Linked DNA regions of Astyanax mexicanus: region 1 is linked to region 2. A link is a contact called in public Hi-C data. All regions are on one chromosome and are shown on one strand. Each heading gives the region's core, a stretch centred on a gene start, on an enhancer-like site or on the middle of the called end of the contact. The rest is flanking DNA. Distances are from core to core; before and after follow the strand shown. Region 1 overlaps vwa8 (von Willebrand factor A domain containing 8). Region 2 holds the start of rgcc (regulator of cell cycle).

Evidence for each region. Hi-C and Micro-C count contacts between places; a contact is called where the count stands out from the background.
Region 1: a Hi-C map of muscle shows a contact between it and region 2, with 5 times the contacts expected there. The contact joins the enhancer-like site here to the promoter of rgcc in region 2. A contact is called at or near these places in 3 of 3 Hi-C or Micro-C datasets (blood and muscle).

What each region holds. Positions count from the first base shown.
Region 1 is chr11:27,817,185-27,819,884 of AstMex3_surface, forward strand. It overlaps vwa8 (von Willebrand factor A domain containing 8), which reads right to left. Exons shown (of 45, transcript XM_022668571.2): 45 at 570-2,687. The coding sequence ends at 2,579. Among protein-coding and RNA genes, the nearest start is that of rgcc, 44 kb to the left of the region's middle. Within about 2 kb of position 1,302, the one cell type or tissue checked has an H3K27ac peak away from gene starts, as active enhancers do.
Region 2 is chr11:27,773,158-27,775,922 of AstMex3_surface, forward strand. rgcc (regulator of cell cycle) reads left to right here and starts at 1,404. Exons shown (of 5, transcript XM_007251701.4): 1 at 1,404-1,568; 2 at 1,714-1,887. The coding sequence starts at 1,535.

The DNA of each region.
Region 1 (2,700 bases), core at 52-2,551, 44 kb after region 2:
TACTCACCTCTGAACAGCAAAAGAGCTAGCACTGTGGTTAGCGGCTAATGCTAACGTTGTTTCACCAGTGCTAGCCAGGGTTAGCAGCAGGCTACAGCCCGATAATACTCACCCTCTGGACAGCCAAAGAGCTAGCACTTAGTGCGGTTAGCAGCTAATGCTAATACTGCTGGAGAACTAAACTGAAACTGCTTCTTACAACCTGACTGGTAAAATGTGCACACCTTATAGTGCAAAAAATACAGTAAGTTAACTGATACCAAGCGTGAAAGGTGATGCTGAATGTTTTATTTTGTTTCAAATATTAATGTAAGTGTAAAAATAAACTTGTACCTGCTACTTTTGGTTTGTCCCTGCTGGCATTTCTTCCTAGTTTCACTGATACTAAAAAACTGTAGAGGAAAAATACTGGTTGTGCTTCAAATATCAAACATAACACAGTCAGCAGGGCGCTGCTAAAGATGAAAAGGTATAGAATGCAGCTCCAGTCATATTTCCCACCTTTTCCTTTTAATTCCCAGAGGTCAAGTGAAGACAACAGTGCTTATTGTGAAGCTTTATTTGATCTCTTTTTTTTAAAATTCTCAGTAGACAGTTGATTTAATCTCTATTAACAGACCATTTTACAATCACAGGATATGACCATGTACGTAAGCACATCATACATCCATGAAACAATCTCTGGAAACATCTGAGTGGATCTTGAAGAATGTAATGCATTGTATAGAGTTAAACCAATCTATGCAGTTACTATGAAGTATGAACAGTGGTAGTCTTAGAATAGTGACTAATGAATTCAGCTTGCGTTTGGCAAGTGTAGTGGCTTATCCACAGATGTTTGTACACACACACACACACACACACACACACACACACACTAACAAACATTTTCCTTCTCTTCCTCTTTGGGTTTTTGCCCTTAAATGCACTGCAGAGCTGCTCCACTACACACAACCCACTGTTTTGTATGAAAACACACGTGACCAGCAGCCAAATCCATCTTTTTCCTCCATCACACACACACACACACACACACACACACACACACTCCCTGTTCCTGCCACCTGCTGTCTCTCTCTCTCTCTTTCTGTCTCTCTCTCATTCTCTCTCCACAGCAACTACTTGGCCAGCACCTATAAATTACAATCCTACTTTCTCCCCAGCAACACCCGACCACTGTGGTGCAGCCGGAGCCTAAGAGTTGGAATCCTGTGGCCCTCCTGAAGAAGAAATGTGGAGAGGTGCGTGGAGGCCCGGCTGGGGCTTCAGAGCATCCAGCAGCAGCGCAGGAAGGAAAAGGGCCGCTCTGTTGACATACACTGAGCACAGGACGCACAGGAAACACACACGCATCCCGAAAGAGCCGAGGATTTCTGGGCCGGGGAGGAGGGGACTGCGGGACCTACGCAGGCGGCAATGAAGTAGTGCATGCAGTCATGTGGGGAATGCCAAGGGTCAGGGTGGCAACATTCCAATCTGCGCCGCTACTGCCGACCGCTAAAGCCAACAGGTCAGAGGAGACAGGAAGTGGAGGGGTTTAAAAAAAAAAAAAAAAGCTCGCTCAAGTTCATTAAAAAAACAGGACATGCAGAGGGATGTAATCCAGAGAGGTAAAAATACCCTCAGCTCTGTCTGCCAAAACAACACACACTTTATCTGGCTAGTGAAGTGAGTGAGCTGCTGCTGCTTTTCCCTTTAACGTGAACTGCTGTTTCCAATCCTGCACCGACGCCAAGCGCCAAGTAAAGTATTCATGGCAGGCAGATCATAAGAGACTCATGCCTCACGCTGTCAATCACTTCCTTCTCATGGTGTGAAAGATGATAAGATGATGAGGTGCACTGAAGCTAGCACGTTGCTGGACACTGGAGGTGGCGTGGCTCAGGAACGTGGTGTAAAATTGCACTTGAGGTTCTTGTTTCTCTAGATGAGAAGGAGAGCTTTATGGGACATACTCAGGGGTGGGTGACTGAAGGAGGGGTGGGATGTTTCTCTCCCTCAGCCTCTCCCTCACAGGATGTGTCCACTTTGCAATCACGAGGTGAGGAGAGGCTCCTGGGAAAGCCCAGATAAACACCAGGGCTTGCGCAATACTGATCTCTTATAACAGGGTGAAAGGTCAGACATTACAGTTGGATATGAATGCTGTGTTTTAGATTGATAGACCAAACAAATGAAAAGAATGAACACATTAACAGTCCAGATTAATTCAATGTATTAACAGCAGCAAATTATCAAAAACAACAACAGTAAACTAACAGCAACAGCAGTAAATTAATATAACACATCAATAAATTATTGAATCATTGAACAGTCTTGACTAAACCTCTTTTTTTTACTTCAGGATGTTACTGGATAATATGCCTTATGCGGCTACAGTTTAAGCAGTTCAAAATTAACAGTTAAAATTTTAAATGTGCCAACCCAACCATCATAGCCTCCCCTGCAGATATAAACAGTTGTGTGGCAGAAACTGGAACGTGTAGTGCTGGAGAGGCCTTGACGTCAGTACAGGTCAGGAGAACGCCCACCCAGATCCAGAGTGGAGTATGGGTGGCAGTATTTCAGATGGGGCTGCTCAGGCATTGGACAGCATGGTGGAGGTGAAGATCTGTTGTAGGATTTGAGGGATCTGCTTGGTGTCCATGGCTACAAAAGAACGTCCTGCCGGCAGGGTCCTCTGGAGCCTGGATGTCGGAC
Region 2 (2,765 bases), core at 154-2,653:
GCAAGAAGTCTTGAGAACCTATTGCATTCTAAAACGTATTTCTATCATAAATGCAGTTACTGTTTCAAACCAGCAGGTGTCCCTACAAACTCACTATTATAGAGGAGAGGCTTCTCGCGCTGTAGGCTAAACAGAGTCTGTAGAACAGCAATATATTTTATTATATTGGTTTTCTATTCAGATTAACCCACACTGTTGGAAAAAATAACGAATGAACAGCCCTTTAGTATGGACTAAAAAATATATTTTTTCTCATTTTTTATATAAATGTTATTGAGTTAATGTGGTCCCGGAGTTCCCACTTAAAACTTATGTCCCTCCCTCCCTTAAATGAAAAAATATATATGGGCATACATTTAGATTATATACCTTCTCATTCAATGTTTGTTATGAAGGAACACACAAAGAATCATGTAGTAAACCTTTCTGAGGCGGTGCTGATGAGAGCCAGTTTTATCGTAAAGCTTTTAATAGTCTTTGCGACTGCACTTGAGGATATTTCAAAGTCCTTGAAATTTTTTGGATAAACTGACCTTCATTCTTATATATATTTTTTTACTTAGTTGAGTAATTCTTGCTATAATATGGATTAGAACATTACTCAATCAGGCTATTCACTGCGTATACCATGACTAAGTTATAACTGATGCTCTCAAACACATTAAAAGGCAAGAAATTCAAGTAATTTACTTTTGACCAGTTCAGCACAGCTGTTAACTGAAAGCCTTTCCAGGTGGCTCTACCTCATAAAGATGACGTAGAAAATTCAGCCAAAAAATCTAAAATTTAAAACAGGTTCTGGTTTGTTTAACACGTTTTTGTTTAGTAAATAAATCCAAATGTTTTGTTTTATAGTTTGGATGACTTAAGTATTAATCTACTATGCAGATGTTTACAAGGCACTGAATTTAAGATGTGTCCAAATGTATTTTATAAGACACTATTAATCCCAGGGCAAATTTCACATATTACTGTAGCCCAAGGTATAGAAAAGGCAAACACAGTAGCAAAGAAATTCTAACAATATTACACAATGTTTACATAAGTCAAAAGTTTTAAAATAAAGACAGGGAATAAAATATGTGTATATATTTGTCTATTAATACACAAATACATATAAATATATTTATTTCCTCTGTGTGAATGATGATGACTGTACCTCGTGTTAATGTGTAAGGTATGTGAGGGCAGGGTGGACTCCTGATTATAAATAAAGAGGAACTGTATGTTACGGGCTGCATGTTTATTCAGTTTACTCACACTCAGAGGAGAAATGACGGCACGCTGTGTGAAGAAGGAGCTAAAACCGGCTGCGGGGCTGAAGTTTACCTCACGTTCCCCACGCCTCCGCCTCGGGCCACGCCCACCGGCGGGAGGCGGGGAAGATTTAAAAGCGCTCAGGCTGCTTTTACTGCAGCAGGAGTGCGTATAGAGCTCAGAGCGGAGAGCGCGCGGGGGCACGAGCGACACTTTTACTGATTTGGATCATTATTTTGGAATAGTTCTGGGATAGACAGCAGCTACCTGACCCAGCATGAAGTCTCCAAAGATGAAGTCTCAGAGCAAGTGTGAGTTCAGTAGTGAGCTGTAGGGCACTTCTCCACCCTCGTGGTGGAGCTTTAGGACCTGTACAGGTTTAGTTTATCATACATATATTTAGTTCAGTTTAAGGTATACTGAAGTGTTAAACTTTGTTCTTGCTGTTGTTTCCAGCCTTTCTGGAGGAGGACGATGACCTGAACGCCGTGCTGTGCGAGTTCGACGCCGTTATCGAGGACTTCACCTCCCCCATCGAGAAGAGACACTTCAGATACGACGAGCACCTCAAGACCATGAAGAGGAGGAGCAGCGCCAGCGTCAGTGACAGCGGCATCAGCGACTCAGAGAGTGAGTGCTGCTGAGTTACTCACAGATAGTCACACACTCATCCTGAGAGGATTATACATGCAGTGATATCACTGATAAGATTAGCAGTAAAAAAGAACTAACTGTACTGGAGACTGTGAGGAGGCTTAGAAAGCTGCTGCTGCTCTTGCTGTTGTGCTTCATATTCACTAACCTACCCAGCTAACACATTTTTAGTTGGTAGAACGTTTTCTGGTCAGTGTAACTTAACGCTTATTAATATAATCTTCTGACTGTTCGAGAAGTAAAAACTCATTTTTTAATGTAGTGCAGTGTACAAGAAGTAAGTGGTTATCCATTTTTCCAATTTTAGTTTTTTCAGCCCCTCACAATTGTAATTTCAGGAAAATTTATTTTCTTTATTTTCTGATTTTTCCATTTTTGCATTTTGCAAGTTGGGTTATAACATCAGATTTGTGTTACAAGACACAAAATCTGAGAAATCTGAAAATTGAGAGAAGATTTGCCTTTTCATTTTTCTTGAAATTCTATTTGCATCAGCTACCTTTCCCCACATCACTCCAAAGGGTGATGTCGCTCAGCACAAGGCGTCTGTGAGCTGATGTATCAGAACCGAGTCGCTGCGCTTTCCTCCGAGCGCTGTGATGCTACTTAGCAATGCTGCATCAGCAGCAGTTCTAAAAGAGGTGGTGGCTGACTTCACATGTATCAGAGGAGGCATATGCTAGTCTTTACCCTCCTGGTGTTGAGGCATCACTAGTGATAGGGGGAGTCCTAATGAGTGGGTTGGGTAATTGGCTGTGTAAATTGGTGAGAAAATGGGGGGGGGGGGGGGGGGGGGGAATAGAAATAAAACTATATTATATGAAATTCTATTTGTAACCCCATTTCTTCTTCAC